Linked DNA regions of Hordeum vulgare: region 2 is linked to region 1. The links are chromatin contacts, called in public Hi-C maps. All regions are on one chromosome and are shown on one strand. Each heading gives the region's core, a stretch centred on a gene start, on an enhancer-like site or on the middle of the called end of the contact. The rest is flanking DNA. Distances are from core to core; before and after follow the strand shown. Region 1 holds the start of LOC123426563 (probable serine/threonine-protein kinase PBL7). Region 2 holds the start of LOC123426566.

The links. A called contact is a pair of places that touch in the nucleus more often than the background predicts.
Region 2: a contact with region 1 is called in a Hi-C map of seedling, with 7 times the contacts expected there. The contact joins the promoter of LOC123426566 here to the promoter of LOC123426563 in region 1. A contact is called at or near these places in 3 of 6 Hi-C or Micro-C datasets (leaf and seedling).

What each region holds. Positions count from the first base shown.
Region 1 is chr2H:439,836,267-439,842,717 of MorexV3_pseudomolecules_assembly, reverse strand. LOC123426563 (probable serine/threonine-protein kinase PBL7) reads right to left here and starts at 2,673. Exons shown (of 5, transcript XM_045110421.1): 1 at 2,287-2,673; 2 at 1,501-1,700; 3 at 932-1,121. The coding sequence starts at 2,476.
Region 2 is chr2H:440,185,242-440,191,692 of MorexV3_pseudomolecules_assembly, reverse strand. LOC123426566 reads right to left here and starts at 4,008. Exons shown (of 11, transcript XM_045110422.1): 1 at 3,677-4,008; 2 at 2,316-2,388; 3 at 2,112-2,189; 4 at 1,681-1,742; 5 at 1,482-1,550; 6 at 1,250-1,278; 7 at 967-1,174; 8 at 654-869; 9 at 1-4. The coding sequence starts at 3,790.

The sequences.
Region 1 (6,451 bases), core at 1,424-3,923:
CCCACAGCACGGCCCAGAAAAATTGAGTCATCTGGAACAGGGTTATTTACTGTTATGTCAGCTATATGTTTCCATGCTAGGTTCCAATTATTGGCATACCTGACTTAGCTAGTAGCTTAGTCTATTCTCTGGTCCCCAACTATATTCTTCAATACAATAATTTACATGACCCTTTTTCTAAATAATCAAATTAACCAACACGTCTAGCAATTCTACCGTCGCGGTGATTGCTTTCATTCACTTCAGTGAGCATGGTAGCAAAATGAACCTAAATGAAGTTCAGTATTTGAATATCAACTTCTTTCCTGCCTTGCGAAAAGAAATTAAATCTTGCACTCAGAGAGCACAAGGTTTATGACCGTATGAATGTATCACAGATATTAAACTACATACACATGGAACACATCCAATATTTGACCAAAGATCACCACATAAAGTCAAGTTACCTAATTTGCACTCTTCAGAATATTGCCCAGAATATAAAATATTTAGCAGCCATGTCTCAAGCGGTTGACTTACCAATTAAGTAGTAGATTAAGTTATACTACCATGCTAACAAACAAACATACAAATACAGGGCGTTCACCCAATTAATTGATAAAGATGGGGCCAGCAAGGTCATCCGGAGAAACCTACTAGATACTGTGCATGTTATGTACCGCTGCATGGACAAAGGGACTTGGCAAGTTGGCAGAGCAAAATTTCTCACAATCATGAAAAGAATCATGCACATGGAGCAACAATAAAACAATCATGGACAGATGGGGGCAGACAGAATAGCAGATTGACAACCTGTACTGAAGCAAACATGTGAAAAACAACCAGTATCACATATGTACACAGTACCCGCACAGAAATATGAACGGGGGTTCAAAAGGCATTGATCTGCAGTCTGCACAACACCAATGTAAAAAATAACAGACAGTCTTACCATGGAGATGGTCTTCCAATGATCCAAGGGGCATATACTCATACACCAGAAGGCGTTGTTCTCCATCAGCGCAATAACCAACCAAATTAACAAGGTTTTGATGATGCAGCAAACTGAGCATGAGGACCTCCACCAGAAATTCTTTGTTTCCTTGATTTCCATCCCTATTGAGCTGCTTTATAGCAACAACCTGCAACAGGTGCTTCAAACATTTCAGCTTTGCATGTGCCAGGCCCCGTCTCATGCTTTAGGACATAAAATACTTCATTCAGATGGCAAGCATTAATTGTTTCATGTGATTCATCTTGCTCAATTAACGAAGGGCCTATGGACAATCAAGCAGCCAAGGCCAGCAGAAACTGAATCTGCTATGCCTATAAGTGAACATGGACTTTTCTTGCATTTGGGAATCCACTCATGATGTGCAAACACTGCTTTTCTTGGATGTCCTAGAGGAATCAATGGCGCCTTTGATACAACCAAGTGACCTCGGTACTACTCTAAACATCAAGAAACAAGAAAGACGGAAACAAAAACTAAAACCTAGCTTTGCCAACAAAACAAGTTACCTGGCCTCCATCAAGACGGCCCTTGTAAACACGTCCAAACCCTCCCTCCCCAATGAAGCATTCCTCCCTGAAGTTCCTCGTGGCAGCGGTAAGCTGACGGAAGGTGAACGTCTGCGCAGAGAGGACATTACCATTGGCATCCCTGAGATCTGAAAGCTCCTTCATTCCGGCATTGCCTTTTGCCCTTGCCTTCTCAGCCCCTGCACATATTCACATCGTCATGCAGATGAAGACACAATCATGATGAAGGAAGACAACAACCCAAAAAAGCATTCTACTCCTAATCATACGACAAATCGCGAAAACCAGCCTGGTAGGTCACATATTTGTACACTCTATCAGAAATATCTTAGGGAATTACTAACCACACTTTATTCACGTCTATTCCCTCAATCCATTCACCAGGATCACCTTGCCCATCGTCACCAGCCATCTAGATTCTATAGTCCAGCGAGAAAAGTCCAACAGAGAGCATCAAAGCATCATGAGGCACTTCTTCCACTGCCCAGCCACCACGGTCACGCAAAGTCGACGAAAAGATCGCCACAAGATCCAGATCTGACCTATTATTCTGCGCAAGGCCGGGTTGCTCTAAGGAAACGATTACTATCTTACACGAATCTACAAGTCAGAAGCTGAGACCGAGCGTCTCTTCCCCTCCACTCCGGCCCGCGGTGCCGGTGGGAGGAAAAGGGAGAAGAGACTAACAGAGAGCATCAAACCATCAACGGATCCGATCCTACTCCCATCAATCGACCAGAAGGCCGATCGGAGAGGCGCACGCACCTGCGGGGAGCTTCTCGACGCGCGGTGGGACCATGGGTCTCTCCTCGCGGGCGCCGACGCCGGAGGACGATGCCGCAGCCGCAGTCCGTCCGCCTGTGCCATTTCCGCCGCCGCCGCCGCCGCCGCCGCCCTGCTTGGGGTAGAGCAGCTCCCCGTCGGAGCTCGAATCGAAGCACGGGAAGCAACCCATAGCGGCTCACCAATGAACTCCCCGCATTCCCGCAACAAACGCCGCTGGATTCGTGCCGGACAGGAGCACCCCAGACCAGCGGACCAGGTCGGCGGGCGGGCGGAGGGGCCTTGGAGGCGGGGGTAGGAGGAGGAGGGGAGGAGACTGCTGGTGGACTCCGTGAGCCGACGCGGTTTCGGCCTTGCTTTTGGCTGCTGCCGTTTTGCGCCGCTGCGTCTTAACAGGCCCGGGACTGGGGTTGGTAAGAAACGGGTAACCATGGTCTATGGGAGGTTAGGACCTCACTGTCATTTTCAGTTTTCTTTTTCTTTTTTAGTGTGATCCATCTTGGTTGCCTTCTTTTTGACAAAATATCGAAGAGCAACAAATTACTCCCTCCCGTCTCAAAATAAATGACTTAAAAATGACTCAATTTTACACTAACTTTAGTACAAAGTTGAGTCATTTTTGAGTCACTTATTTTGGGACGGAGGGAGTACGAGAAACATATCAGGCAGCCAAGTAAGTGAGGATTTAACCAAGTCAGGTGATGCTACTTCGGTAATCCCGATGAAAAATATTTCGGAAAAGAAACAAAAACCTGAAATAAAATGGAAAAAAATAAAAGGAAGACTAACAACACCACAAAAGTAAATCATGAATCACAAGGGCCAATAAAATTCATGATGGCACATAAGGGGGGAGAGGTATAGAACAAAGAAGAAAGCAAGTTTCAGAAGTGAGAAAAAAAATGCAAAAAGGGATACCTTTAGGCGAATGGAGAGGAAGGAAGAAAATCAGCAACATAACGGAACCAAAGAAGAGGAAGGCTAACATGATGGACTTGACGACATAGAAATAGCAAAGAAGTCAAAGATGAAGGTTGAGGGGAATGAAGAGGAAGAAGAAAACACCAACTCAAAAATTGTGAACGCCGAACTGCAGGGACAGTCTGGCGAGCCAAAATGAGAAATTTAGCATGGAACTAACGAGGATTGGGGAATGGCCGACGGTGAGAGGACTTCTGGATCTCCAGAAGTAGGTGGATCCCGACATCCTCTTCTTATCTGAGACCAAACTTGATAAAAGATGATGGAAAGGTTTAAGTGGATGCTAGGTATGGGGAAACATAATGGTGAAAGACTATGAAGGAAAGAGTGGTGGAGTGGCTTTATTATGAAAGAAAGAAGTACAAATTGAGCTGCACAGCTACTCCAGGTATCACATTGATGTACAAGTAATGGAAAAGGATGTATTCAAATGGTGATTTATTGGCATTTATGGAGAGCCTCCAAGTGATAAAAGGAAGATAACTTGGAAATTGCTCCGCGTCCTCAACCAGCAACTTAACTTCTCATGGGTGTGTGGTGGTGATTTTAATGCGATAATGTATAACCATGAGAAGACAGGGGCAACTAGAGCACAATGCCAAATGGAAAGATTTAGAGCGGCCCTAGCAGACTATGAGTTGAGGGATTTAGGCTGTGGAGTTCTGTTTGTCAAAAAGAAGGATGGCACGGACCGACTGTGTGTCGATTACCGTCCATTGAACAAGAAGACAATCAGGAACAAATATCCACTTCCGAACATAACTGAGTTGTTTGAATAGTTGAAAGGTGCTAAGGTCTTCTCCAAGCTCGATCTCAGAATGGGCTATCATCAAATTCGCATTCGCGAAGAAGATATTCCCAAGACTGCTTTCAGGACTAGTTTTGGCTCGTATGAGTATACGGTCATGTCTTTTGGTCTGGCAAATGCTCCTTCGTCATTCTGTCATTTGATGAACTACATATTCTCTCCGTTCAAGAATGACTTTGTCTTTCTCTATCTCGACGACATTCTGGTTTTTTATGAAACTGAGGAAGAACATGAAGAACATCTCAGATTGGTGCTTGATAAGCTGAGAGAGTACAAGTTGTATGCCAAGTTTTCCAAGTGTGAGTTCTGGCTGAAAGAAGTTGTCTATCTTGGGCACATTATCTCTGCCGAGGGCATCAAAGTTGATCCGTCGAAGGTGCATGCCATTGTTGAATGGGAGCCTCCGCAGAATGTGAAGCAGCTTTGAAGCTTTCTCGGTCTTGCAAGCTTTTGCAGAAGGTTCGTTGAGAACTTCTCCAAGATTGCTAAGCCGCTCTCAAGTCTTCTTTAGAAAGGTGTGAAGTATGCTTGGTCTCTAGAGTGCCAGTTGGCCTTCGACACACTCAAAGAGAAGCTCACCTCCACTCCAGTCTTGGTTCCTCCGGATGATTCCAAGCCTTACCAGGTGTACTGCGATGCTTCTCTTCAGGGTCTTGGTGCAGTTCTGATGCAAGAGAAGAAAGTGGTTGCTTATACCTCCAGGCAGTTGAAGCCAATGGAGAAGAATTATCATGTGCATGATCTTGAGCTAGCAGTTGTGGTACACGCTCTGATGACTTGGAGACACCTCTTGTTGGTACGAAAGGTTGAAGTGTTGACCGATCACAAGAGTCTCAAGTACATCTTCACTCAGCCTAACCTGAATCTTCGGCAAACTCGTTGGGTGGAAATGCTCCAAGATTTTAATCCGAGTGTTGAGTACACGCCAGGCAAAGCTAATGTCGTGGCAGATGCCTTGAGTAGGAAGGCGTATTGCAACAGTCTTATTCTGAAACCTCTCCAGCCTAGCCTTTGTGAGTCTTTCAGGAAGCTCAACCTTCAGTTAGTACCTCAGGGATTTCTTGCAAACCTTCAGATCTCTCCTACCTTGGAAGATCAGGTCCGAGCAGCACAGCTTCTTGATGCAATGGTGAAGAAAGTCAAGATTGGCGTGGCAAAGAGTCTTCCCAAGTATAAGTGCTTCAGTGTTGATGCCAGAGACACGTTGTTCTTTGAGGATCGTCTTGTCGTTCCGAAAGGTGATCTCAGAAAGGTAATCATGGAAGAAGCTCATAACTCTCTGCTCTCTATTCATACTAGAAGCTCCAAGATGTATTAGGACCTGAAACAGACCTTCTGGTGGACTCGAATGAAGCGTGAGATTGCTCAGTTCGTAAATGAATGTGATGTATGTCGAAGGGTGAAAGCAGAGCATCAACGTCCAGCAGGTATTTTGCATCCTTTTCCCATTCCCGAGTGGAAGTTCGATCATATTGAGATGGATTTCGTCACCGGGTTTCCGAAGTCCAAGAAGGGTAATGATGCCATCTTCGTCGTCATCGACAAGTTGAGTAAAGTGGCTCATTTTCTTCCAGTCAAGGAATCCATTTCCGTAGCTCAGCTTGCAGAGTTGTGCACTTCCAGGATTGTGTCTTTGCACGGCGTGCCTATGATGATCTCTTCGGATCGCGGAAGTATCTTCACTTCCAAGTTCTAGGACTCTTTTCAGTCTGCGATGGGCACAAAGATCCGCTTCAGCACAACTTTTCATCCTCAGACTAGTGGTCAAGTGGAGCGAGTCAACCAAGTTCTTGAGGATATGCTGAGAGCCTGTGTTATCTCTTTTGGTATGAGTGAGAGGATTGTCTGCCTTTTGCGGAGTTCTCATATAACAACAGTTATCAAGCTAGTTCTGGCAAGGCTCCGTTTGAAATTCTCTATGGCAGGAAGTGTCGTACCCCGCTCAACTGGTCCGAGACCGGCGAGTGTCAGATCCTTGGGAATGATTTGATAGAAGAAGCTGAGGAGATGTGTCGGGTCATTCGCGACAACCTCAGAGCAGCTCAGTCCCGTCAGAAGAGCTATTATGATAGAAAGCATCGTGACATGTCTTATGAGCTTGATGACTTCGTCTATCTCAAGGTGTCGCCTATGAAGGGTATGCAGCGCTTTGGCATCAAAGGCAAGCTTGCGCCTCGTTTCGTTTGTCCGTTCAGAGTTGTTGGCAAGAGAGGCGACCTTATGTACCAGCTTGAGCTCCCGCCAAACTTTGCAAATGTGCATGATGTGTTCCATGTTTCTCAGCTTCGGAGGTGTTTCAAGACCCCCGAGCGCACTGTTCATCTTCAAGACATCGACCTTCAGTCTGACCTATCTTAT
Region 2 (6,451 bases), core at 2,759-5,258, 350 kb before region 1:
CCAACTACACACAAAACAAATGGTGTTTAGAATAATAGAAAATGTAGATAGGACAGGTATTTTAACATTCTTTGGTTAAAACATGGGAATGGAAAGTCTGGGTGAGCACTGTGATCCATCTGCCCAGGAATGGAATTGAGCTGTGCTGCCGTATATACTCGGGGATCACCCAGCCAGGTATGTGGGATGGCACATAAAAGGAGCACAAGAACGTTAGCTAGAAAGGACAGACTACATCGGAAGTATCGTGTTCCTCTCATTTGGCTCCTCTGCTTCGTATCTCTGATTCTGCTCTCCCGCAAATTCACCTCAGTTAGCCCCAATTTACTACCAAATATCAATGCGGTTTGTAACCAGCTAGGTGGACCATAACAGCAACAATTTTTCAAACCAAAATAGACAAGTCGTTGATATTTAGCGCAAAAGTAGTGTTTAATTTGCTGAACGTTGCCAGGGAATATAGAAATGGAAATTCAACCAATAGGCACTACTAACTGACACTGAAGAAACATAAACTGAGTAGACTATGTGGTCACAACGAACTTGAGTATTGATCAACACAGATAAATTTCATACTGAATACTGATATAACACTAAGGGGTACATGAGTCAAATAACAATTGAATGGACAATTTGGGAAGAGGAGAGCTTACATCCATTGAACTTCTGGAAGCAGGAAAGTTTATCCCGTAGTCAAAACTCAACTCACTGCCCTCACTGTGATTGTCCTGGTAAGAGCTGTAATCATCATTATCAGTGTCATCATCTAGTCCACTGAACTGATAATCAATGTGCTGCTTCTCAGCAACTGCTTTTACATGAGGTTCTAGCGCCTCTAGATACTTCAAGCCTCTCCTGAAAAAACTCAACTGAAAGTTCAAACAATTATGAGATGGTTAATAGTGTATACCATTGTAGGGATCCATATTAAATATTAATAACTCCTGTGAAGAAGAGTTAACGTACCTGAGCAGCATGATGGCGAGCAGCCTGTGTCAAAATACTTAAGAATTGACCTTGCTTCAATGATTTCAAGCGAAATATGAATAATGTTGCATCTTCTTGGTACTCGAGAAAGGATGCTTGCAATTGTTCTGGGGAGAATGTTTCAGTTTTGGGATTCCTTGATCGTCCTTTATCTTTATAGGCTGACCGCATGGTTTCATATTCCTCTCTGAAGCCAAAAAAACATTTTTCAGAACTTGGAGAGAGAAAAGGTAAATGTGTTAAATTCAAGGTAAATTTGTACCTTCTCTGATCACAGTTGTCCTTCATTTCCTGTGTTAGTAAGAATCAAATGAAAGGGACGCGTGTCATGGTTTCATAAATTGAAGTATAAAAGGAATTCAATTAGTTAGTTAGTATTCAGAGATGATGATAACTACAACACAAACACTAAATTGGAATGACATTACAAAACGTGATGGTAGTAATTAATTGTATTAATTAAGTTGAGACAACCACAGTCAAAAAGATCAAACCTCTACAACTTGTAGCTCCTTGAGAAGAGACTCTGAAGGGTTTGTGATTGTATTAATGATATTTGTGCGCTGAAAAATAACAATTACAGGTCAGAGTATTACAGTACATGGAAATTTACATAGGTAGAAAGAACCTGACAGTATGGCAACTTCCAAGACTGTTTCAGTTCAATGTTACTAAGGTAGAAAGAAAATTTACATAGTTATCCACAAACTTTTGTAGTTCAAATTGAGCCTTTCCTAGCATCATCAGCACCCTGCCTGCAGGTAAAAGACCACATGAATAACGCAAGAGGACCACATACTTCTATGACTAAGGAAGTAGACCTCCAAAACAAACAACACAAGAATTTCGCTTTCGATATTCACTGAAATCCGACTATGACCTTGTTCCATAAGAAAACAAATGGACAGATCTAGACTAATCACATGTATAGAAAAAGTAGCATCAGGGGTATTTGTTTTTCATGGAGAATCTGGTAATTTTGACGAAGAAAAAAAATAGTAACATGAAAATATAACAGAGTTAGATTTAAATCAAGAGATATCCTTTGCTGCAAAAACTGCTAAGAATAAGTCCAGGAATGCAAATTTCCATATAATATGTGCTTATACATCCAGACAACTCACCACTGTCATCATCATCGCAATCCAATGCAGTTTTCTCAAGTAAGCAAGTTCCCATTTCTGCCATAGCTTCTGCAAACTCTGTGTACATTTGATCACAATGAATTATGGAAGTACTATTACATGAGCACACAGTCTCTATTAGAGGTTACTTGGGCACTTTTATTTCGTTAAAAATTACTATATCAAAGAAATGTTATAGCATACCATATACACTATTTGTTGTTGCAGCTGCAGCCGAAAGCAAGCTATCATAACAAGTTCTCATTTCCTCCATCTCCTGCAAAATAAGAACCTCACATAAATTGGGTTACAGAAACTGTATTTCCACCAGATTGATAATCTTTGCACCTGCTAATGACAGGTGAACTGTGAACACTATCAAATAGAAGGAAAAACCATTCTGACAGGAGTTTGGCAGCCTGGATCCATTAGATCATGTTGTACAAAAGCTAAGGTTTAGCCCACTTCATATAGATATTTGAAGATTTGATCCTACCAAGGGCAGAGTAGACAGGCAAATAGTACTACATCATCAACAGCTTTGAGATCCACTTCTTGCTAACAACATGCCCCATCGGCAAATGAAAAATGGCAGTCATGGCCTTCTAGCGAAACGAACCGGCATCCAAAAACAAACCCTCCTACATTTAACATTGGCATGCTTAAATCTTCTCCTTCATTATCGCCACGTGCAAAAGCGTCAACTTTTCATTCTTATACCAAAAAATCAAAAAGTAAAACTGAATGAAATAAAGGACTTCTTCAGATTAATCAGAGCACTGCACTCATCCCCCTTACTGCTCTACAACTCTAGCCATGACTAAAATCCCGTAGTCCCTTTCAAGCATCTATCAACACTTCAGTCACTTTCATCTAAGTTGGACTGACTACATTGCTGTTGAAATGGAAGATGCCGATATGACTCAGCAGCCAGTACTCCCTAAATATAAAAGATTTTTTATACTAATCTTGAACATATATATAATCAGCAGCAAACACTAACATATCTTGATATATAAGAATCATCAGCCATGTTTATCGCATATAAAAAATTACTCCACTAATGACTTTGAATTGCTGACCCAAGACTCGTTCCAGATAGCACCTTTCTCCAATAAAAGTTTCCTGCCATAGACTTTGACCAGCAGAGCCAAGCCACAAAAATCAAACGCGTGTAGCAGCCAGAATAACACAAAAAAACAATCAGTTCTCACAAATTTCACAAACCATTGAAATAAAATATCGTTACAGCGGTCGCATAGAACTGTTGCTTTGTTCATCCTCACGCGTAAAAGAAGAAAGGCAGACGAAGAAAAAAAATGATCTCTCTATCCCTCGCTAGAGTTTAATTCCCTTCGATCTCACATAATCGCTACGAGCAAAAAAATTTCAACGCAGCCAACAAGGACCGATACACACAAAAACTAAAGAGAAACAGCCCGGCAATACCGCAATTTCTCGATCGGCCAAGCCTCGTGATCCAGTTTAAGCGCATATTCCAAACCAGCAGCGCGTAATGATGCCAGGGGAAAAAAATCGTAGTGAGAGTAGGGAGTCGGCGAAACCTGGGCGGCGTCGACGAGGTCGTCGAGCTTGGCGGGCGGCGGGCGTTGGTCCTTCCTCTCCTTGTGGTGATGGGGGAGGGCGAGGCCCCGGAACTTGCGCAATGGCGATTTCATCGTCGAATCCAGAAACTAGCGCCAATTCGTGCCCGGCGATGATTCGAAGAGGGGAGAGGAGGGAGAAAGAGGAGGTTTGTTTCTAGTTTGACAAGATGGATTTCCGAAGACCAGAAATGGAGGAGGGAGAATACGATGTCTTCCTTTATGGAGATGCTACTGGTGTTTTGGGAACGGAAAATAATTGTAAACAATTTGGTCCATGTTTGACCTGACGCAACCAGTTTGACCAAAAAAAGAGAGAATATCCCCACGCACACTAAATGGAAAGATGAGAACAAACTGTAAGGACGCGTTTTGGTATCCAGCGTACAGCCCGACCAGCCCGTTGGATGAAAAAAAAAAGTAAACATTTGTGACCGGTGCGTCGATCGAAGATTCACACCCTCCTTGCTTCTTCCGTTTTCAACACTGTGGCTGCGAGCAATGAAGACGCGCGGCCCTGACGAGGCTGTTTACTACCCCACATCGATGGGGAGCTGCGACGGCGAGCAGCCCCGGCGGCGACGGCGAGCTGCGAAGGCGAGCGGTGACAGCAACCGGCCTTGACGAATGGCGTTCAGCTCCGACGAGGTTGCGGTCTCCCCGTTCCCGCGCGCACGACCACCTAATTTGACGGATGAGCTGCATAACTGCAACGGTGGGACACAACCACAAAACAGGGATGCTGAAACCAACATCGATTTTTGCTACATGTTTCAACTGCCATCACAATTTGCTACAACAGGCATTGCTATCTGCTACCACCGGTGTCACATTTTGCTACATGGCACATGGCTTCATGATTTTTGCTACAACCGGCAACGAATACATCCGACGACATGATTTGTTGCAACGGCCACGACGAAGTTTGTGGTGGCGACGACGGGGTTGTGATTTTTGCTGCAACTAACAGCAGAAAAAGCTACCATTGATACGTCTCCAACGTATCTATAATTTTTTATTATTCCATGTTATTATATTATCTGTTTTGAATGTTTTATATGCATTAATATGCTATTTTAAATTATTTTTAGGAGTAACCTATTAATCTAGAGCCTAGTGTCAGTTTCTGTTTTTTTCATATTCTTGAGTATTGCAGATAAGGAATATTAAACAAGTTCAAACGAAATAAAATCTCTGGAATGATTTTTTTTACCAGAAGAAACCTGCCAGACATGGAGAAGGGGGCAGGAGACCTGCCGGAAGACGACAAGCCTATAGGGCCCCGTGCACGTCTCCTAACCCTAATCTTCATCCTATAATTCCCAAATATTCCCCCAATGCGAGACACAGGCCAAAAAATACTTTTCCTCCGTCGAGAGCCTCTGTTCTCGTGAGATCCAATCTTGAAGCCTTTTCCGGTAAACTGTCGGAGAGGGAATTGATCACGAAGGGCATCTACATCAACTCCATTGCCCCTCTGATGATGCGCGAGTAGTTCACCATAGACCTATGGGTCCACAACTAGTAGCTAGATGGCTTCTTCTCTTTATTTGTTCTTCAATACCATGTTCTTCATGATCTTCATGGAGATCTATCCGATGTAATACTCTTTTGCGGTGTGTTTGTCGAGATCCTATGAATTGTGGGATTATGTTCAGATTATCTATGAATATTATTTGAATCTTCTCTGAATTCTTACATGCATGATTTCATATCTTAACAAGTCTCTTCGAGTTATTGGTTTGGTTTGGCCAACTAGATTGGTAATTCTTACAATGGGAGAAGTGCTTAGTTTTGGGTTCAATCTTGCGGTGTCCTCACCAAGTGACAAAGTAGGGGTAGCGAGGCACGTATTGCATTGTTGCCATCGAGGATAAAAAGTTGGTGTTTTCATCATATTGCTTGAGTTTATCCCTCTACATCATGTCATCTTACTTAATGCATTACTCTGTTCTTCATGAACTTAATACTCTAGACGCAGGCATGAGTCGGTCGATGTGTGGAGTAATAGTAGTAGATGCAGAATTGTTTCGGTCTACTTGACACAGACGTGATGCCTATATGCATAATCATTGTCGTGGGTATCTTCATAATTATTCACTTTTTATCAATTGCTCGACAGTAAGTTGTTCACCCGTCGTATTATTTTCCTTCATGAGAGAAGCCTCTAGTGAAACCTATGGCACCCGAGTCTATTTCCCATATTATACTTTCAGATCTATAAACAAAAAATACTAAAAATATATTGCTGCTATTTATTTACTTTAAGTTCTAGCAACCTTTTATATCCATCTCTATGAGATCTCATCCTTGCAAATAACTGTGAATGGATTGACAACCCCTTTGTAGAGTTGGGTGCAACTGTTTGATTGCTTGTGTAGGTGCTAAGACTGGGGTCTTGCTTATTCCTCCTACTGAATTGATACCTTGGTTCTCAACAAACTGAGGGAAATACTTATCTACTTTGCTACATCACATGTTCCTCTTCAAAGGAAAACCAACGCAAGCTCAAGAAGTAGCAAGAAGGATTTCTAGCGCCGTTGCCGGGGAGGATACATAGCAAGATCAAGCCTACCAAGTACCCAACACAAACTTATCTCTTGCATGTACTTTATTTTCCATTTGCCTCTCGTTTTCCTCTCCCCCACTTCTAAAACGATTTTCAGAAAATACCAAAAAGATTTGCTTTTTTGTTCGCCCTTCTTTCGTTTGCCTTTTTCGTTTGCTTGGGTGTTA